Linked DNA regions of Mus musculus: region 1 is linked to region 2. Evidence: chromatin contacts called from public HiChIP or PLAC-seq data. All regions are on one chromosome and are shown on one strand. The core of a region is the stretch at or near the end of the contact, and the rest is flanking DNA. Distances in the headings are between cores, read along the strand shown.

Region 1 (7,387 bases), core at 2,414-4,913, 160 kb after region 2:
AAGGCTTTGGGATACTCTAGAACAGAGTGTGAGCCACCATGTGGGTGCTGGGACTCAAACCCAGGTCCTCTGCAAGATCAACAAGTGCTCCTAACTGCAGACATCTCTCCATCTCATTAAAAATAATGTTAACCATGTTTTTATTAATTCTTTGAAAATTTCATACAGTGTACTGTGAATATTTCCACCCCCATCTCCTCCCATAAACACCCTTTCTATCATCTTCCCATCCAGATTTGAAGGTTTTTTGCCATTTATTCTTTTTGTATTGGGTCCAGTTTGTATGTTGTCCAGCACATCTTAGGAGTATAGCCTGCCCTGCCATGTGGTCAGCCAACCAAGACTCACATTATCAAAGACAGCTGACACTTTTCCCTGCAGTAGCTATCAAATTCACACACAAAGCTCTGTGATTGCTCCCCTAAATACATAACTTCCTAATGCAAAAAGACTTAAGCATTTCACAAAAGAAATATCTGTGATTTTTGAATGATCAATAAGCACCCCAAAAGATAACGAATTATGTTATTAGTCATCAAAGAAATACAAATTGAAAACACAATGAGCTATAATTCTCAAACTAAAAACACTGACATTGTGCAGTGTGGATCATAGTATTTGCATGGGTTCCATGAAGTGTGCTGGGGGAGGGACTGAATGGATAGCACAGTGCTTAAGAACAATTGCAGCTATTGCAGAGGACCCAAGTGCAATTCCGAGCACCTACATCCTGTAGTCTTTCAATCACCTGTGACTCCAGCTCCAGGAATTTCAACATCCTTTTATGGCCTCCACAGTTACCCTCACACAGATGACATATGTCCTCACACAGACTCAGATGCTATTCATAAGTTAAAAACATTTCTTGGGGGCTCAAGAGATGCCACAGAAGTTAAGAGCATGTATTACTCTTGCAGAGGACCTGAGTTGGTTCTCAACATTGGCATTTAGGTGACTCCCAACCACCTATAACTGGAGTTCCAGGAAGATCTAATGCTTTTGGTCTCTGTCAATTATCCATATTTGCTGGTTCTTTGCTGGCAGGTCCAGGCGAGATGAGAGAGGTCACTTCCCTGCCAGAGTCTCTCCGGGGCTGAGCTGGATGGTGAGTGTTGAGGCCCGGAGTCTTGTTGAAGCAGGAAGTTTATGGCATCAGCCTCTCACTTATATAAGTTCAGAACATAGGGAGGGGGATTTGGAGTGGGGTGATAATATAGGTGAATGATGATATTGGGTGGGCTGAAGATGACATAGGAGGCAGGGAAGGGTGATAGGGGGGTATGGAGTGACTGACAGGGCCAATGGCAAAGCTCTACATCAACAACAGCAGGGCAGAGGCAGGTCAAACAGGTCTTGCTGAGTCACCCCAATATGGAAGTGACGGAGACAGGTCTTGAAACTGGAGCCAGGCTTGGGTTTGTCCTCAAGGCCCAAACCAGGGCCAAAATGGGGCCCAACACATATTGTTAAAAAATAATAAATCTTTTAAAAGGAAAGAACATTTATAGTACATTTATTTATCATAGCACCAAAGAAACCAATAATTGGAATGTCAGGAATGAAAGTGCTGATAGTGTTACTCATTCCTCCTGGGCTGCCTTGCTCAGCAGAGGCAGTGAACTGTAGTTGTTTATGAACATAGCATGTGCACCTTTAATCCCAGAACTTGGGAGGCAGAGGCAGGCAGATCTCTGTGAGTTCGCCGACAGCCAGGACTACACAGAGAAACCCAGTCTCAAAAAGCCAAACCAAAACAAACCTCAAAGAAATAACAACAAGAACAAATATCTATCTGTAGCCTGTGGCTTGACTGGAGTGGCGGCTTTATGGGGGTGTAATTGATTTAAAATATACATGATTCCCAAGATGTGTGTATTTTGCTGTGTATAATAAGGTGTATTTGCACCTTAGAAAGATGCCTGGTGGGGATGAGGGGATCTAAAGGCCACGCCCCCTGCTCCTGGAACTCTGCCTGCTTCCACTCAGGACTCCCTCCTGAGACTCTTTCCTGGCTCCTCCTCTGTGACTGATTCTACTTTTGCATATGGAATATTTTGTTATCCTTTGTACGTCTTTTAAAAAGTATTTCCCGGTAATTGTAACAAGCACAATTAGGCAGAAATACATAAAGAAACTCCAGTCACATAGTGGTATATGACTAAAATCCTAGCACTTGGGACCCGAGGCAAGAGGATTTCTATAAGCTCAAGACCAGTTTGGGCTAAGAGCAAGACGTTGCCTCAAAATGTGGAAGGAAGGAGGGGAGGGAGGGAAGGAGGGAGGAAGAAGGAGAGAGAGGAGCAGGGATTTGTTACCATCTGCCATTCAGTGGTATCTCCTTGAAGAGTAAGCCAAACAGCCCCTCACCATTCCCAACTCAAGAGAATATGGTGAACTTCCAGTTATCCCGCACGGCAGGACCATGGACTGTATAAGACCACTCACTACGTTTGACTAGACTACAGAGCAAGGGCCCCGTGCTACAGCATTCTGATTTCAATTCACAGGTAGAGAAGGCCTTCACCACTGTGGCAGGTTATAGGGATTGATGCCACACTTGGGGGACATCTGACACACACACATGATCTGCACCCTTTCTTTCATATTCCTCTCTCTCTCTCTCTCTCTCTCTCTCTCTCTCTCCCAACTCCTCACATTGTGTACTGGCAGGGCATATTTTTTTCTCATCATTTTATTTTTTTCCATAATGACCAATATCCTGCATCCTAGTTTTTAAAATGAAATGTCTTATATCTTCTTTTAAAAATATAAAGTAGGATTTTGCAAAATGACTCTTCCTTCAGTTTTCATGTGCCCCATTGATACTTGCTTTACAGCTACACAAGATGCTAACAGCTCCTTTCCACATGGACTCAAGAGTATGGATGTATATTTTGTTTTTGTTTTTATTTTTTTCTACCTGTGAGAGGTTTATTGGGAGTGGGGGGAGATAGTGGCAGAAAGAGAAAAGGGAAAAAGAGCTGGATGTATATTTTTGAATGGAGGTCAAGTTCTAATCCTTGCCTTGCAGTAAACAAATTTGCAGAGTTGCCTAACTTCATCTCTGAGTTCAGTGCCTTCTGGGGTAAAGTCAAACAACTAGGAAACAGAATGCCGGGAGGTGGGGAAATTATTCTGTGTCTCCTGGGAAAAAACTGGAGCTGTATTTCAGACGACAGAGTCATGTAATTTGGAACTTGTAATTGCTTGTCCCTTTCATACAAGATCTACCTGACTAGGAGTCTGCACACATGTACATGGGTGTATGCAAACAAACACACACACACACACACACACACACACACACACACACACACACACACACACACACTCCAGAACCGGCTGAATAAGGCTTGGAACAAATTCTTTCTCATATAACAGAACTGTCTTTTCCAATGTCAACTTGCAGCTTCTGAAGAGAATTAATTCTGCTTGGCAACCACGTTTTCCACCAACTCAAGGCTGTCTACCCTGGTGTCCTCTGTCACCAATCAGGAAATGAGGAGATTTAAGAATGAAGTGACCTGCCATTTGAGCGGCATATTGGCTTCTGGAATGTTCTCTTTATCTTCCTGGCAAGTTTCCTGGAAGAACATGCCCCTGGCTGCCCCCAGCACTGTTGCCATCGCACTCCTGTGGTATGTGAGGTGGGGGTGGGGAATCTATGAGCACTACAGGGTGGCCTGGAGACCTGCCCGAGCTTCATTACCAGAGAGGCCAGGCTGTTTGATCTCAACCAAATGAAGGCTCAGAAAGTGTTCATTTTGCGGTACATCCAAATTTTCTGTGTCACTGACCCTCCTTCTCCTCAAAGACCCAGAGTGGAGAAAGCTTAGCATGTAAATTCATAAACATGGCACATAAATTAATCATGATTCAGGTTCTGGGGTTTTTTTTTTAATAGTTAAAAAGGTCATTGCAAATGCCATGACACAGCCTGTCTTCCTATAATGAACAGCTGCTTTCCCAAGAACAGCTATGCTAACCAACTCAGCCTGCAATAACTTCTATCACTTATCAGCAAAGGCCTTGCACAATTATGTCATTGACTCCTCATTAACCTTCGGAGATAAATCCTATTACTATCTTTATTTTATAAACAAAGAAACTGAGGCTGAGACCTTAACTGCCCCCTCCTTGTACTATTCTTTATGGAATGTGGATTCAAAGTCTAAGTCAAAGAAATCCAATTTCTGGAGCTTTCCCTTAATCATTCCTCCTGACTCTGCGCTTCTGGCCTCAGCATCCTGAGTGTGAGATTAGAGATGCTTGTTTTATGTGTGAATGATTCCTCTCTCTGTCTCTGTCTCTGTCTCTGTCTCTTTCTCTGTTCTCTCTCTCCCTCTCCCTCTCCCCCTACCCCCCCCCCTCTCTCTCTGATGAATGTCTTTGTGTGGATATTTGTGTAAGTGAGCACTGGCAATCTGTCACAGGGTGCATGGGATTTTCCATGTTATTTGAAACATGCCTTCCTGGTTGCTTTGCTCTGAGTATTTCAAGCTAGCTGGCCCGAGAGTTTCTGGGGATTCTTCTGTGCTTACTCCCCAGCTCCACAGAGGAGTGCTGGGAATATAGACTATATTACCACACCCAGTGTTTCTGTCTTCTAGGGATCCAAACTCCTGTCCTCAGTGATTCTCTGGAAGCATCTGAGCCACTAAGTCACTGCCTCAGCCCTGATCAGTGAGTGTCAGACATAAAACAGGATCCCTTGACTTCTCATTCTTAGGGCTAAATGAGAAAACTTGCATCATCGACAAGTAACACTGGCCAACAACAGGCAAATCCTACAGAGAAGCCAAAGCTTTGTCTCTCTGTTGTGTGAGAGTAAAGTTTCTGATTCGGTGATGCCAGTTCCACTGTGGCTGAGAAAACCCCCACCATCTCCCAGTTAGAACAGTGCCCTAATTGGTTCCTGCCACTCTATCCAGCTTACATTATGAAAATGCACATTAACAGAAATACCTGTAAACATGGACATATTCTCAGCCATGCATAGGACAGATCTTGTTAGGCAGCTCTGTTCCCCTGTCTCCTTTGGCCAGGTCTGATGCTAAGTCCCACAGTTTGTAGAATAAGACATTGATCCCCTAGTATTGATTTGTTACCTAATTGTTTCCAGCCAGCAGAGAGAACTGGGGAAATGATGTCCTGAGGAATAGCCACAGCCCCACAGCCTTCTCCCTGTGTCTCTTACTAAGGCAAGGTAGTTGGAGCGACACTCTGTGTCTTCACAGAATTCAGCTGTGAAAATGCCAAAGAGGGAAGGATATATATTGTAAAGGGGACTTATTAGGGTTGATTTACACTATAAGGTTTTCATAGTCAAACAATGGCTGTCTCACACTGGAGGGAACAAATCTGGGAGTTGTCCAGACCATCACCCAGGGTATCTCAGCAATCCCAATCTGGCACTGAAGGCCTTGAGGATTCCTGGGGTGCTGGTGATCTTCAGTCTACTTTGGAAGCCTGAAGAAGCTGGTTCTAACCTGAGGAAAAGAATGAAACACCAACAAAGTAGGCGAGTTTGCCAGCAAGAGTGAAGATAAGCAGGCAAAAAGCAAACTTTTCTTTCAACTCTCCTTTTATTTGCACTGCCACCAGAAGGTAGCACCAATATTTAGAGCAGATCTTCTTTCAAATAATTTGATCAGAAAGTCCCTAACAAAAGTTCTGGTGGCTTGTATCCTGATTGATTCCAGATCTAGTCAAGTTGCCAACAAAGATTACTCATCACAGCTCCTGTGTTAGCTGTCTGTCACGTGATAAAAACTACTACAAAGCCCAGCTTTAAGTAGGAAAGACGCTTTTGATTCAGGATTTCAGAGCACTTAGCCGTTGGGCCCCTGGCACCATCACTGTGGTCTGATGGGAGGCAGATCACCCTGGACGGAGAGGTTCTGAACAAATTCTATCCTTAAAGACATGTCTCTGGTGACTACTTCCGCCTCCCAAGCCCCTCTTCTGGTAGTTTCCACTACCTCACAATGTCCATTCAGCTATACATCCATCAATGAATAAACCCATTAAGGACATCAGAGCCCTTGAGACCCAGTCTCCTTTGAACACCACTGTATATCAGGATTTCAACACGTGAGCTGTTTGAGGATAATTCATATCCAAATTATGACTCTTTTCGTGTCCTTGGGCATTTAAGTTGTCTAAGAATTGGCTTGATTCACTGTGCTAGGTTAGAATCTAATTTGTACTTTGTCTCCTCTACATTTCTTTATTTTAGGGTTAACGCTCAACGCTAAGTGATTACCTAGGGCGTAAGTGTGGTTAAGGGCAATGGATTTAAGTGACTGACAGAAGTTTTCAGACAGAAGCCTCCTGTGTTCTTCAGGGTTTGTAAAGATCTTTGTCACTTTCTTTGTCAAAATGAGTCACATAGTTAACCCCAAATGAGGGAGTGCAGATGTATATATACCTCACAATTGCAACCAACACCAGAAAATATGTGTCAGAAGTTATGGGTGTATAATGCTTCTGTCAAAGGAATAAAGGGTTGGAAACAATAATCTAATATAGCACAACAATAATTCGTATGGTGCATTAGTCATTGTCCTTTATAGGACCCATTGTATTTTGTACTCTTCTAGTAGGCTGTGACTAGGTTTCTCTCCTTAGGCCTATAGATGACATCACTGTTTGTTACATCAGTAGATGACCAATAAGTACTTTCTCAATGAACACATGAATGAATACAAAAGTCAGGTATTGTGGATGTACATTCAATAAATTATTTAAACCTCAGTCCAGGTGTGGAGACCCATTCCTGTAATCAGGGCCTTTGGGAGGCTGAAGCAAGAGAATCATGAGTTTGAAGCCAGCCTGGGCTACAAAGAAAAATCCTGTCTCAAAAAGAACTAAAATAAATAAGTAAAATGAATCCTTTCATTCTCGGGATGAGATAATACACTGGAGCATCTTCTGTAGGAAAATCGATACAGCAATAGAAGAGAAAACCATCATGGCAGGCAGGGCCTCATTTTGAAACACTCTGTATTCAAAGCACTTTAGCCATGCATTCAGGATAAAGATATTAAGTTCCGTGTGCCAGGGACAAGGATAAGTAAATAAGACAGATGCAATTAATCTCCTCACCAAGCTAGTGAGTAAGAGAGAGAAGCAGGAAATCACTGCTCTGCAGGATGAGCACCATACTTGTGGAAGTGCAGGTCACTTAAGCAATCCTGGGAGATCAGCAAAGGTTTACTGTCCAGCGAGTTAACCAGGACTTCATCAGAAGGAAACGTGTGAAATGAGGAGCTCATTTGTAGATAATTGTGAAGCTGGGTCTTAGGTTCAGTTAGCTGGGTAGATGGTAATTTGATGGAATTTGTTTAAAAAAGTACAGAAAAAAAGTATATTTTGGAGGGAGAGA
Region 2 (7,003 bases), core at 1,939-4,438:
CAGTTCCGTTTGGACTCTTCTAAATGCCCCTGGTAGTATTTTGGCTCAGACCTACAATAAAGACCCTCTCTCTCCCCCACCATACCTAGGTATAATAATTTCCTTGTTTTTCCATTCAGAGACAAATTCTCAACTCTGCTAACCCTTTCTAATATTTTTAAAAATAACTTTCATTTATTAGGGTAAAAAGAATTCCATAAAACCTTGCTTCTGTCGCCTGTCAATGACAGTGGGTTTGGAGTGGTTTGGTTAATCCATCTCTTGTGAAAACCCAATTGAACTGGCCATAATTGACAAACCTGAATGCTCCGGTGAAGGTCGAGGAGCCAAGCGTGAAAACCTGTGCTATTAGAACTGACACCAGAATTGTGATTAAAAGAGGGTCTAACTCGTATGCCCTGTGTGGCGTCAGGCCTCTTTCTCAAATGAATAATTACACTCTGCCTGGGAAACGTGCGCTTCACTTTTTGAGTGCGTTCAGATCTGTGATGGCTTACATATGCTCCTCTCAGTAAAGCAGTCACAAGCAATGTTACTGCCCCATCCTCACCTAAGAAAATGAAGACCCCAGAAGATGACAGGATTCCCACATTCCCCCAGCAGGTGAGAGGCTGAGGAAGGAGGGGAAAAGCCATCATTTCCCTTCAGAGTCTTTGGCTTGAGAGAGACTCTTCAGACAGTGTATTCAAAGGGACATTGTATTCAAAGGGACATTCCTGGATGACTATGGAGCTGGAGGAGTTCCTACTGAGCTGCCTCTATAAGGCCTAGGGGAGATCTTGTCAACTGTCCCAGCTCAGCTTTTATTGAGTAATTCTGATTGTACTCTCTGGTGCATGAATTAACTTTTTTTTTTTTTTTTTTTTTTTGAGAAAGTGGAAGATAAGTGAAGAGGTAGAAAATTGCTAAGGACACCCTTGATCCTTTCTTACCTCTGGGGGATCCTAAAGGCACCCTCTCCCATGTTCTCTTTCCTCTACCTGTGAGAAATAATATCTCTTTGGGGTTCATTGGTAACTATTTATTGAGCACTTAGTATGTGCTCATTGCTTTGCTTATATGTTTGTTGTTGTTGTTGTTTACACTTCAGCACCAGAGAAAGGGTTACTTCGTATCCAATTTCTTCTCCAATACCAACAAGGTTAGATCTGTTTCTGAACTGTTTGTTTCTAGTTTTCAAAAAGGTCATATGTATAAGTATGTATGTATATACAAATATCATATACTTATATACATATGTGTATATTATAGATATAAGTATCATACATCACCTAATATCTTCAACTTTGTCTAAAGTGGCTTCTTGCTAGCAAATACACTCATATTTCTGTGATGGGACATGACAATAGAGAAGACGATAAGAAGGTGGTATAAATGGGCCAGGTCAACTTTCCCACCCAGGCCAATGCATAACAACCTTAACAAAAACCTTGTGTTTCCCTGGAGATCTTTAATCTAGGGAGTTACAACAGGTGGGTCTGTGTTATTTGTTCACAGATGTCCACACAGAAGGGAAAGGAAATTCTTATTTTGGTTATATGGCTTACATGTGACATTGCTCTGTTAGAAACTGGGTCTTTTGACTTTAGCACCTATGCTGTTAACCAAGAAGACCTCATGAAGCATTTCTCTCTGGAAGCATATGATGTGGATATTTGCACCAAGAGGCAGTTGTAACTTCTATTCTTGACATAGGGGACAAGAACTATTGGAGTCTCTTGAATAGATTTAAGGACACATTTTTTATCAACTATGCTTAGTACTCTCTGCTCTAATGTAAAGTCCGTGGCCCAGTCACCTTGGCACCAGCTTATTAGAAACATGAACTCAGGCCCCATCTAGGACCAATTGAGTCAGAAATAGGGGTTAGCAGTCTCTTGAAAGCTTACGGGCAAAGGCCAGTTTGAGCAGCTGTGATCTGAAGCATTTCACTTGTATGATTCATTCTCACAACTACCAGGTGAAATAGGTGTTGTTGGCATCCACCTAACACAGCTCAGGTGAGGTCCAGAGAGATTAAATAACTTGCATCAGGCAAGGTCACACAACTGGTGTGTCCCTGACATGACCAAATGACAGCTTGACTCAATGATCCTGGCTCTTTACCCTGAGATATCCTTGCAGGAAGTAAAGTCATAGCTATGCCAGGGGGACAGGGTTGAGGGGCTGCTGTTCTTGCCTGTTTGGGTGAGAGCTAGGAAACCAACTTGCTGTTCGGCTCTCTTCTCTCTACCTGATTTTCCCTAGGCTCCTTATCCTAGACCACAGCAGAGCTGTTTACTTCAGTTAACATTTCCCCCCTCTTCGGGCACATGGTACGATTTGCTCTCATGCTACTTTGAGATCCCTGGTCATGTGGTTGCATCAACCAATGAAATGAAAGGGGAAACGATGTGCCATACTTCCGGGGAGCTGCAAAACAGTACATCCATCACCTTTGTCCTCTGTTTAAAAGGAAGTGAAACCCCCATCACCTGGGTGTCTTGAGTCCACGCTGGGCACGCATTGCGAGGGAGAAAGAAAAAATCTTTGAGCTTGTAAACTGTGGAGATCTGGGGAGTTGTTTGGTGCCCTGGCACAACGTAATCCGACCTGGCTGACTCTGACTCATCTTCCTTTTCTCCAGAGGCTGATTTACACGGCAGGAATGCCAGCCAGCAGCTCCGTGGGTGGGAAAAATGTACCTGCTTTTATGTGTTCAAGCTAATAGCCTCTTTTTCCTACTGCCTGTGAGGGTTTGTCTTCTTTCTCAGTGCCAACTTTATTTCTGATTTGTTTTCCTTGTTGGACCTCTACAACTTTTTATTTTCCAAGGCTATTTTTAGTGCCTCTATTCTACCCTGAAGGAAATAGTTCACATCTTGGTGCCCAGGGCTTTTTTAGCTCCTTTTAATGGGGAAGGACAACACATATCAACAATTCTTTTAGTCACCATGTCATTTCCCCAAGAGGCTCAGAGAAGAACAAAATGTCTCCTTAAAATGACTTTGGGATGTTAGCCTGCATCCTCCTTCCCACAAGGAGATATTCAATCTTCCTTCCTTCCTTCCTTCCTTCCTTCCTTCCTTCCTTCCTTCCTTCCTCCCTCCCTCCCTCCCTCCCTCCCTCCCTCCATCCCCCCTTCTCTCCCGCCTTCCCTTCCTTTATTCCTTCCTTCCATTTGTTGGCTATCCTTTGAACCCGGTGACTGCCTAGCTTACTGAGTCAGTCTTTGGGGAATAGAGCTCAAAAAGAGGTACCAATTCCAAGTTCCCTGTAATTTATCTACAGGTTCACGTGTTTGGTTAGTCTTGGGTTGGTTATGTATCTGACACTCTGAGCTATATATGATTTTACTATAGCTTACTCCCATTCATCAAAAAGTTACAATGGATGAAAATAACTAAAACTAAAACAGAAACCAGCAGCAAAACCTTTGCGCTTTTAAATTGTGGAGATCTGGGGAGTTGTTACCCTGGCAACAACAGAGTCTGTCCTGGCTGATGTCATTCTTAAGATATTGGTAATGACTATCTGTAATTATCCCAACTTGGAAATAAACAGAATACCCTTCCTTATGTGACTGGATAAGCAGCTGTCATGTATCTAGATTATGACAAAGCACTTAGTGATGAAAAGAAATAAACTTTGAAGTCATAAGAAGGTATGGATAAGCTTAAATCCATATTACTGAATGCAAAATCTAAGTGGGAATGGATGCAGACTGTAAGATCGATTCTTACTCTAAGACACTCAGAAAAAGGCAAAATTATGAAAGTACTAAATGATTAGTGGTTTTCAGGGGTTTCCATGTGAAAAGAGATGAATGGATATATGGAGTTTAGGAAACTTTTAGGGTAATGAAACTATTAGGTGAGGTACCATAATGGTAGGAAAATGTCATTATGTATTTATCAACACTCACAGAATGTGCAACACAATAATGAACCTTAGTGTAAAGCATGAACCATGGGTGATTATGATATGTCAATGCAGACTCATTGCTCATAAAACCTGGACCATGCCGGAGGGGAACGAGGGCAGCAGGAGACCATGTGAGTATGGGCAGGAGTTAGAAGAAAATATTCCATTCTTTCTACTCGATTTCGCTTCTAACATAATTTATATTAATTTGGGGACTAAAAAAAAGCCCCTCTACATTCTCCTCTATGTTTTCAGAAGAAATCACGCCGTCTCCTTACAAGTGAGGGTAAGAGGAGAAAATGAACACTTCAGTTCTCTATGTCCCAGCCATTTCCCATTCAATGTCTCCCATCTAACAAGGAGGGCTAATCAGGAGAAAAGTAGGGTGTGTGTAGCTACAGTTGTGTGGGAAAGTGCTGAAGCCATGGACCGGAATAATCAGGACAATCAGGGTCCTATTTACAGCAAGTTGTGACCTATTTCTTAACCAGCAATTTGTAGCCAGACTTCTCCAATCCGCCTTCATGAGAGATGCCTGGGAATTTATCATGGCAGAAGGAAGATGTGAGTCTTCCCCAACTCTCTAGGTCAAGTTCTTGGGTTTGAGCACTCACATGCCTCTGGAACACTTAGGCTGTGGGGCAAGACATACCTCAGAAACCTCTAGAGGTGGGAAGTCTGAACAGACTGTAGAGTCAAGGAATACACAGAATTTGAAAGCTAGAGGATCAGGAACCAGGTGGGAAGTCTAGGCAATGGATGGAAGGGTGAGTTCTGAGCAGCATGGAAACTTCAAAGTGACTTCCTTCTAGACAGGGACTCAGCACGAAGCTGAGATCTGTGTTCTGTAGAAGTCATAACTCACCTTGAGGCTGTATTCTTTGGTATAGTGTTTTTGGAGCAAACTTTCTGGCATTTGCCTAACCCTTTGGGGGGGGGGGGAGTCTGGCATGCTAGAAAAAAGAAATTGGAGACCAGGGAGAAGTAGGAAGCTTGAGCTATGAGTTCAGGACGCCATAGGCTCAGCACCTGAACACACAGTGGGGTGGGGGTGGGGGTGGGGGTGGGGGTGGGGGGAAGAAGTTTTCCCCAAATCCCTGAGGAAGTCAGCTGCTGATTGGAGGATCTTTCCTCACTAGAGGGAGGAAAGTCAGTTGAGTTAGCCAAGGATGCATGATATTCCACGAAATCCCACTACAGCATTGTGCCCATTACCCCAAAAGAAATAGTTTCCGCTTCTTCCTGTTGTGCTAGGATTTACTAGCCATCTAACCCTTCCCCTTGGTACAGCTTGTGAATATTTTAAGAGAACATCTGTTGATACTTAGCATGAATGAAAACAAAAAGATTGGCTTAGTTTGTGGGTAGTCATGAAAACATCGTCATCAGAGCTTACATTGCACAGAAGGAGCACTTATTTGTCGGGTTAGTGTTTGCTGAGCAATTTAACTGTAATAGTAAGAGTTTTACTGACTGTGAAAGTAGCAACAATAACAACAACAACAATAACAACAAATATGTTAATTGTTACTGAGTCTCTCAGCTAGGGTCAAATGTTTTATGCTGTACAGATCTGGCCTAGGGAAAATTTTCTGGATTCTTCTGTGGCTTTCCAGGTTTATTTCCTCTCTGTCATAACCCACTGTAAGTACAGGATCACTATGAGTACACACGCTAGTGTAAAAAGACTTTAAATGTCACCAAAGTGCCTATTTTAGGGGAAGGGTCTCTTTGAACTACATTTGAATGGTATTCTGAAAGTTTGCATCTGTTGCAAGTTTAAAGTTTAAAGTTGAGAGTACAGTGTGGGTGGGGCTCAGGGTTAAGGACAGTGTTTGTCTAAAGGCAGCCTGGACACTTGTTAGGAGTTCTCTGCTCATCCTTACAAAAAACAAAAATCATATAAATGAAAACATTTGCAAACTGCACAGGACCATTAGATTCCAAAATAAACTGTTCTTTTTTTTTTTCTTTCTGGTTTTATGAGACAGACAGGGTTTCTCTGTGTGGCCCTGGCTGTTCTGGAACTCACTCTGTAGACCAGGCTGGCCTTGAACTCAGAGATTCGCCTGCCTCTACCTCCTGAGTGCTGGGATTAAAGGCGTGCGCCACCACGCCCAGCTAAGAAACTATTCTTATTCCAGGTGACCAAGGACAGATACTGACATGAGTGGACGAAGAAGCCAAGCCCCAAAAGTGAATTATTAACAGTCTGCAAGTGTATGAAGCAGTAAGGTGTGGCTGTTGGGAAATAGCTGTTCTTTGCACCTATTCAAGCCAGAACACTAAGCAGGAATGGCAGCTGGAGGAAATGAACAGAGACACAAGTCATATGACATATGGGAGACAGAGGAAATCAGCTTTCATTCATGAAATCCCTCCTAGACATTTGCTGAGTAGCTGTTATACATCAGGTACTCAGCAGGTTTGGGACTTCAGTGAAGATCTGGTTCCATTTGGCTCACAGAACCATGGGTCTTCTGGAATACATGCCCCTTAGGGGCCAAGGTGCACCTGCCAGGTCATTACCTCGACACCACTGGGCTTCCCTCCCAGCAGATGACTAATTGAGATGTATTGCATGAAAGAGTGAATTTAGGTTTAACCAGTGGGAAACACAAAGTCATCTGGTAAACCACAGGTCCTGTAATCCAGTCCAAGGCTGATTTATTTCTTCCTGGACACTGGACAGGAGCTGTCAGAGCTCCACTTTCTGCTGAAGACTCCATTTCTCTGGAGGCCTGATTCCCTGGTGTGCTGTTTTAGGTAGAGAGCTAAGCGGTGACTGAAGAGCCAAGTCTCACAAGTCAGATGTGAATCTTCTCTAGGTCTCTAAGTCAAGTTCTTGGGTGTGAGCACTCACACTTAATATCAACTTGCCCCCTACCCCCAGTCTGCTCTTCCGAGTACACAGGCTGCTTAGACCTTTTTCTGGAGCTCCACCACTCCAATCTTCCCCACTGGAGTCAAAACACTGTCTGGCATCCTGCAGGACAATTACATATCCTCAAACGGAACAAGTCACCCAAGAACCAGCTGGAAGGCTTCCATCCCCTGCCTGCCTCACTGGAAAGAGAAGAGTGAGGCACAGCAGCTGGGT

What was found. HiChIP or PLAC-seq counts read pairs in DNA pulled down with a chosen protein or histone mark.
Region 1: a contact with region 2 is called in an H3K27ac HiChIP or PLAC-seq map of vascular smooth muscle cells, with 2.5 times the contacts expected there. The contact joins two enhancer-like sites. A contact is called at or near these places in 1 of 484 Hi-C or Micro-C datasets (nephron progenitors) and 1 of 115 datasets of contacts at active chromatin or transcription factors (vascular smooth muscle cells).

What each region holds. Positions count from the first base shown.
Region 1 is chr11:44,152,663-44,160,049 of GRCm38.p6, forward strand. No RefSeq gene overlaps it. Among named protein-coding and RNA genes, the nearest start is that of Gm12153, 200 kb to the left of the region's middle. Within about 2 kb of position 3,664, at least 37 of the 459 cell types and tissues checked have an H3K27ac peak or open chromatin away from gene starts, as enhancers often do. A contact at or near this core is called in vascular smooth muscle cells, where this site is marked.
Region 2 is chr11:43,995,898-44,002,900 of GRCm38.p6, forward strand. The region is part of intron 1 of Gm12153 (a long non-coding RNA gene); the gene reads left to right. Among named protein-coding and RNA genes, the nearest start is that of Gm12153, 40 kb to the left of the region's middle. Within about 2 kb of position 3,189, at least 20 of the 459 cell types and tissues checked have an H3K27ac peak or open chromatin away from gene starts, as enhancers often do. A contact at or near this core is called in vascular smooth muscle cells, where this site is marked.